Regions from separate parts of the Mus musculus genome. Here region 2 is linked to region 1. Evidence: chromatin contacts called from public promoter capture Hi-C data. All regions are on one chromosome and are shown on one strand. Each heading gives the region's core, a stretch centred on a gene start, on an enhancer-like site or on the middle of the called end of the contact. The rest is flanking DNA. Distances are from core to core; before and after follow the strand shown. Region 1 overlaps Mad1l1 (MAD1 mitotic arrest deficient 1-like 1). Region 2 overlaps Snx8 (sorting nexin 8).

Region 1 (3,570 bases), core at 804-3,303:
CTCAGGAGGACCTTCCAAGGCAGTCAGTATGACTGACAACCAGACTCTGGGTGATTCAGGCTTATTTCTGGTAGGTGTGGCCTTCAGGGAAAAAACAGCCAACAGAGAGCTACATATTCAACAGAAGATGGGAGAAGTCCAGGTTAGACAGATCCATCCCCACTCCCCTCACACACGCCAGCCAGAGATGTGGTAAGACATAAGCTCTGCATCCCTGTGGATGTCACATCCTAGGTGGCCACTGTTGTCTATTCCCAGCTACCCCCTAGGAAGGTATTTAATTTCTAAACAACTTCCACCACAGACAGCAAAGGCACCAGCACTGAGCACATAGCACTCACAAGTGCTACCAGCATCAAGGCGAGGTGGCCATACCTATATTACTGAGTCTGCAGGCAGAGCTAGGATGCTCCACACTGTCCCCGTGTCCTTACCAAAGGGCAAGGCTCTGCTGGTGAAAGGATGCTCCTGGCACACCCTTAGGAGGTTTGCAATGGACCCTAAGGGCAGTCAGATGTGGAGCAAACCTCAGGAGGTTATGTCGGTATGTCTAGCCTGAGCCATGAGGTAGTTCTGGAATCTGTAGGAGAGGTAAGGATCCCAAATACAGGAGGAGGCAAGTGGCAGCTGTGCACTGGGTCCTGCAGTGGGGCAGCCTGATACAAACTCAGAAGGAGCCCATTTCCCCAGCACCCTTGTTAAGAGCTCAGCATTGCACATAGCTGTCTGTATTTCTACCATCAATTCCATTTCTTAAAACCTACAATTATTATTGCACATTTTTCTGGTGCCCACTCACACATGCACACACATCCCAAAATCAAAAGAACTGCCAAACTGTATAGACAACCAGAGAATAGGGAAAGCAGAGATTAAAAAGTTACCAACCAAAGGCCCAGCTGAGGAGGTTGGTGAGGAAGCCTTCTGGTCTCTAGTCATTGGGCATACACTGACTCTGATGAGTGCCGTTCCTCACATCACATCAATTCCAATCACCAAATTCAATTTGCATTTCCAGATACACAGAGGCCACAAGTAAATATTCTTATCTGGCCTTGAAATGTGAGAAGGAAAATCACCTCTCACAATTTCAATTTGCTCCCCAACCATAAAGAATAATCCAATTTGACTGATGGGTTACCACAGGCCGCTCACTGAGTCTCTGCTGAAGATGTAGACACCAGAGGGCAGATCACCCATCCAAGCCTTGCAGAGCTCCCCTTGCAAGCCCTCCACCCAACTTTTGGGATAAAAGGTGTAAACAGATAATTCAGACAGAAGATATGGCTACAAAGCACAGCTCTTGGCTATTTACTCAAAGGTCAATGGTACTCTCTATGGCACTGAAACAGGCTATATAAAAGAACAGATGTTAGAAATGGCTAAGCAGGGGTTAACCTAAAGTTCCCTGATAGACTGCTCACAGCTACCTGTAACTTTCCAGAAGACACACTCACTGTCTCCCCTGCCCTCCACTGCCCTCCACTGCCCTCCTCTTCTCTCCTCTGGCCTCCATGCTCTCCTCTGGCCTCCGCTGCCCTCCCCTGGCCTCCGCTGCCCTCCTCTGGCCTCCTCTGGCCTCCGCTGCCCTCCTCTGCCCTCCACTGCCCTCCTCTGGCCTCCACTGCCCTTCTCTGGCCTCCGCTGCCCTCTCCTGGCCTCCACTGCCCTCCTCTGGCCTCCACTGCCCCCCTCTGGCCTCCGCTGCCCCCCTCTGGCCTTCACTGCTCTCCACTACTATCCTCTAGCCTCCATGGGCACCTGTACTTATTCATCACTTATACACCCACAGAGACAAGTAATTAAAATAAAATAAAACAATATTTTAAAAGGCAGGTGAGGAAGCTATTGCTGACACAGCTGTGTGTCAGGTGACAAGGGGCACTCTAACACGTGTCACTTTAGCCTTAACATGTATGGAGAATAAGAGTTGGGTACCGTGACCCTTAGGAGAGTCACAACTGTGGCAGAGCTAGGCCAGATCTCAGCCAAAACCCCTGCTCTTCCCTATAGCCTAAACGTCAGCAAACAGCCTTCCCTCCCTTTGCAAACAGTCTGGTGGACCACAGCCAAACCCAGCACTGACTGTTCTGTGGTTGTTTTCTAATGGCACATGTGTGGGCTGACAAGCAAACACATTTACCTTCCATGCCCTTCACAGAGAAGGGCTACTGACCACCAGCCTACATGAAAAGTTCTCTTTTGAAACTCAAGTAAGAGAATAAAACACAGATACATTCACACACTGACCCACTGATGACCCAACTCATTCCTGCTTGGCTAGCCGGTATGCACTAACACCATCAGAAGTTCTGCTGGCCTGACCCCATTACAGTTCCTTCATATGCAAGAATTCTAACCAAGCAAAATATCCACTGCAGACTGGGGGTGCAGCACACCTCGATGCAGTCTGGCATACACAGGCTCTGAGACTATCCCCAGCACTGCAAAAATATATAGAGAGAAGTAGATCATATATAAGCAGATGGATACATGACAGAAACATAAATAATAGGTACACAGGTACATAGATGAATGATAGAAATAAAGGTAAGACAGACAGCTGTGATAGATCACCCTCAATCCCCCTATGTCCTTATAAGAAAACCAGCATGCCAGGTGGTGGTGGTGGTGATGGTGGTGGTGGTGGTGGTGGTGGTGGTGGTGGTGGTGATGGTGGTGGTGGTGGTGGTGGTGGTGGTGGTGGTGGTGGTGGTGGTGCACATCTTTAATGCAGCCCTGGGGAGACAGAAGCAGGCAGATCTCTGTGAGACTGGGGCCAGCCAAACTCCTCTACACAGAGAGTTCTAAGGCAGGCAGGGCTACACGGAGAAGCACTGCATCAGTCAAAAGTGTAAGCACATGGAGGAGCAGCACCCTCCTAAGGAGGGCAGTGTCTTCATCCCATGTTCCAGTGACAGACACAGAGATGCTCACTGGGTCATAGTACTTTCAGAGGGACATCACTCTCAGGCTGACTCCCATACTCTCTCCCATCCAAATACTTCTGAAATACAACCTAGCTTCTTCTCTGGGCTTAGACTCTTAGAAATTAGATGCGAGGGGATGGGAGAAACCTCAGTCTGAGAGGGAAGGAGAGAGAGAGAGAGACCAGAAGTTTAGAGATGACTGGAGCTATCATGAGTGACAGAACAGCAGCCGGGAAGGGAGGCTGGCTAGACTGTTCCTATGCAGGCACTGTTGGACCCCCTTCTTCATTCCCTCCCTCCTTGGAGCACCCCTCCAGTTACCACGGGAAGCCCTAGGAGATCACACTCACTGAGTCGCTCAACACAGGACATCCATGGGAAGGTGAGGAAGCACTGAATCCTGCCATGGCCGAGAAATGGCCTGTCATCAAGGACACATGGGTTGTCCTGGGTCATGAGCAGTATGGACAGTCCTTTAGGAAGTAGCCTGGTAAGCGTCAGGAGATCTCTAAGGAACACACAGTCACAGGGGATTTTAACACTCTGCTCTCTCTCTCTCTTTCTCTCTCTACTTTCTGGCTTGTGGCATAAATGGTCTTGCTTCACCCAATGACACATGCCATCACCAGAGACTCAAAGC
Region 2 (3,789 bases), core at 575-3,074, 150 kb after region 1:
AAGTGAAAGACCCTGTCTCTACAGAGTACAGTGAAGAGGGATAAGCAGGACACCTAACATCCAACTCTAGTCTCAGTACTTACACACTGACACAAGCACTCAGGTACACACGGCCCCCACACACAAGCATACAAAACAAACTGTGCTGACTCCTGACTGCCCCACGTCCCCTGCCCTGCAACTGAGTAAGGCTCGGAAAGCCCCAAGTGCCCATTCAAACAGAGGCTCCCCTCCCTTCCTACCCACCCACCACAGACCCTGCTTGCCAAGAAGAGTTGTGGGAACTTCCACATACAATTAAGAACCCTTGGGCTGGCCCCTGTTCACAGTGCTGTCTAGAGAGGACAAGGTGCGGATTCCTAACACAGGCACACACACTGTCACGCTCTGAACTCCACCATAACCCCATGAAAGAAAAGCTTTCATCTCCCGTGGACTTACAGACAGAGGTACACAAAGCCTCCAGGTCACACAAGGAGGCCTCTTTAAAATGATGCCCAGCCTGTGAACGTCTTGCTTTGTCAATCACAAACAAATCCACTCTGGACATTCAAACAAGAGACAAGAGACAGGAGAAGAATCCCAGGGTCAGGGAATAAAACCTAGGTCTGGGCTCCCAGCACTTGAGAGGCTAAGTTAGGAGGACTGTCTCTAGTATGAGCTCAAACTGGGCCAGCCTGAGTGTATAAAGAAAGGAATTCAGCAAGAGTTTCAGGCCCCAGGATTCCACCCAGGTCGGGACCAAGGGACACACTTACCGAGCCACTGAAGGAGAGGAAGAGTTTAAGGAGCACGTCCTCAGAGAAGGGTGGGTGCCGGGCCACCAGGTTGATGAAGCGCTTCAGGGCCCTCCGGCGGCCCTCGATGAACTCCCTGTCGGCTGGAGGACAGTACAGGGTCACCACGCAGGCAGCCGAGCCCCCACTCAGAGCAGGCTTCCAAGCAGCTAAGAGGCTAAGAACACAAGGGGGCAACAGAGCTCCCAAACATGCATGGGTGGAGGAATGGCCAGGTCTATCAGTGTTGATGGAAAACATTGGGAGGTTAGGCATGGTGACAAACATCTGCTAGCTGGAGTACAGCCTGAGTTACAGAGTATCTGAAGCCAGACTGACCACAAAGTAAGACCCCCACCCTAAACAAAAAGCAATTGGGAACCAGTAAAATCTACACAGCCCTCTACAAGAAAGGCAACTTAGGAGGACATGGCTAAAACACCTTGCTATAAACACATAGTTTTTATTTGTTTAATGTATTTGAGCACACTGTAGCTGTCCTCAAACACACCAGAAGAGGGCATCAGATCCCATTAGAGATAGTTGTGAGCTACCATGTGGTTGCTAGGAATTGAACTCAGGATCTTTGGAAGAGCAGTCAGTGCTCTTAACCGCTGAGCCATCTCTCCAGCTCCAAACACGCAGCTTCAATGTGCTGATAATGCAACTCAACCTCCCAGTGCTCACCGCTGGTAACTAAGCTTATTGTTAGCCGGCCAGGCCTAGTGGCACAGGCCTTTAATTTCAGCACTTGGGAGGCTGAAGCAGGAAGGCTGCAATCTCGGTGAGCTCCAGGCTTATCAGAGAGTGAGACCCTGTCACACAAACACTAAAAGTCAAGTCTGGTAGTGCATGCTTTTAATCCTAACACTCAGGGGGTAGAGACCAGCCTGGTCTAAATAAATAGCAAGTTCTCGGGTAGCCAGGGCTGCCTGTCTCAAACAAAGCAAAAAAGAAAAATACAGTAATCCCCACCCCACTCAACCCTCCAGGTGTCATAGACTTCTGGGCTCTCAGAAATGCTGAGGCAGGTGACAGTGTTTGCCAAACGTCCAGGTGCTTATTAGCCTTGACTGGACTTATTAGCCAAGAGCCAGCTTGGATGCAGACAACGGTCCCTTCCTAATAGTTTATCTTCCAATTCCCACTGCGTGCAACATTCCTTGTCAGTGGGGAGCAGAGCTGTCCCAGGGGCAGTCATCAGCAGCTGAGCCGCCCAGCGGAAGTAGGATGGAACCGTGTCGCGTCTATAGCCACAGTGAGGAGCTTCAGGACGGTAGGCAGCTGTATCTCTACTTAAAGCCCAACCAAGCTCCCCCACTGTGCATGTTCACTTGCACTAGAAGGTTGGGGACACCAGGAAAGTGAGCTGGCGGGCTCTGCACCTTGTCTGATGTAGGCTAGACTGGTCTGGAACTCATGACGCCACCAGGATTAATTAGGCTGCCCACTTAATGGGTTATACCGATTGTCAACTTCATAAGATCTAGAATCTCCAGTCCTGGGGATGTTTGTGAGTGAGTTTCTAGATTCGATTAACTGAAGTAGGAAGACACACCCTAAAGGTGGCCAGCTCCACTCCTCGGTCTGAGGTCCAGCAAGGAAGAAAGCAGAAAAAGAGCTGAGCTCTTCTCTCTCCTCCTGACTGTGGATGCAATGTCAGCAGCTGCCTCAGACCACTCCTGTAGCCCTGCCTTCCCCATGACAGCTGCACCTTCCTTCCTTAGCCGCTTTTGTCTGATGTTTTGTTACAGCAACACAGTTGATCAAGTTTCATTGGGGTTCTGGGGTCATTTGTAGTTGATAAGAAAGATCCTGTGATGGCTGGCCTGATCCTAGTAATCCCAAGCATAGCCCAAAGCACCCAGCAGGGGCAACACTGGGGTCAGAAGGCACCTGAGTCTGGCCACCCTCCTCTACCATGGCAGGGCTAAGCCAGAGCTCCGACCCCAGCAGGACCATGTACATGAGCCCCTCTGAGACCACAAGCTGCAGCAGCCTGGGCTACAACGGGCCCACCTGGCAACCAGGAGTGCAGCTTGCTTTCACTGTGCCGGGCCTCCCTGAACCCTGCCTTACCTCCCAGCACTCTCTTGGGCGGAAGAGCTGGAACCATGCGGTACGGGAACTTGTGAAGCAGCACTTCATGGAAGACCACGAAGTCATTGTAGCGTCTGTACACGGAGGACTTGAAGCGCTATAAAACAAAAGGGGCATAGCAGGCAGGACATCAGCAACTACACAAATCCTCTACACTGCCACTGAGCCACGCCCCAGCCCCTCCCTGGGGGACTCTAGGTAGGGGCTCTACCACTGAGCCACACCCCCAGCCCTCTTTTTACTTTTTGAGATCTGATCCAACTAAACTGCCCAGGCTGATCTTAAACTTACACTGTACCTCGAGCTGACTTTTAAGTTCAACTCTCTCGCCTTTTGCCTTCTCCCACCATGCAATAGGATTCACCGTAGTAATGTTACCAAATTCCTCTCCCTCTCTCCCCAAGTTTTTCCCAAAAGTAAAAGCTCTATGAGCACGCCTTTAATCCCAGCACTTGGGAGGCAGAGGCAGGGGGATTTCTGAGTTCAAGGCCAGCCTGGTCTACAAAGTGAGTTCCAGGACAGCCAGGGCTACACAGAGAAACCCTGTCTCAAAAAAACAAAACAAAAAACAAAACAAAACAAAACAAAAAGGCTCTAGAATTCTACATAGAAATACAAATTATAATGTTTGCATAGCTCTCTGTCATGATGAGACTTCTTCACTGTTTGGACGGGTATAAACCTGCTCTTAAAACATAATGCAGAAGGCTGAGGAGATGGCAAAGTAGGTGCAGTGCTCACTACACAAGCATAAGGCCCCAAGTTCAGATTTCCAGCATCAAGGTAAAAGCTGGATATGGTAGTGTATGATACTACCTATATCCCTAGCATTGAGAAATAGAGACATCCTAAGAACAAGAAAAAAAAAACAAAAAACAAAAACAGGGGGGAAAAAAGGCCTGCAAGGAGGGTA

Evidence for each region. Capture Hi-C pulls out chosen DNA fragments and counts their contacts.
Region 2: a promoter capture Hi-C map of pancreatic islet shows a contact between it and region 1. The contact joins two enhancer-like sites. A contact is called at or near these places in 1 of 39 promoter capture datasets (stem cell-derived epiblast-like cells) and 2 of 9 other capture datasets (liver and pancreatic islet).

What each region holds. Positions count from the first base shown.
Region 1 is chr5:140,202,613-140,206,182 of GRCm38.p6, forward strand. The region is part of intron 10 of Mad1l1 (MAD1 mitotic arrest deficient 1-like 1); the gene reads right to left. Among named protein-coding and RNA genes, the nearest start is that of Gm16120, 3.6 kb to the right of the region's middle. Within about 2 kb of position 2,054, at least 23 of the 459 cell types and tissues checked have an H3K27ac peak or open chromatin away from gene starts, as enhancers often do. A contact at or near this core is called in pancreatic islet, where this site is marked.
Region 2 is chr5:140,355,202-140,358,990 of GRCm38.p6, forward strand. It overlaps Snx8 (sorting nexin 8), which reads right to left. Exons shown (of 11, transcript NM_172277.3): 3 at 2,856-2,973; 4 at 759-880. Among named protein-coding and RNA genes, the nearest start is that of Mrm2, 25 kb to the left of the region's middle. Within about 2 kb of position 1,825, at least 5 of the 459 cell types and tissues checked have an H3K27ac peak or open chromatin away from gene starts, as enhancers often do. A contact at or near this core is called in pancreatic islet, where this site is marked.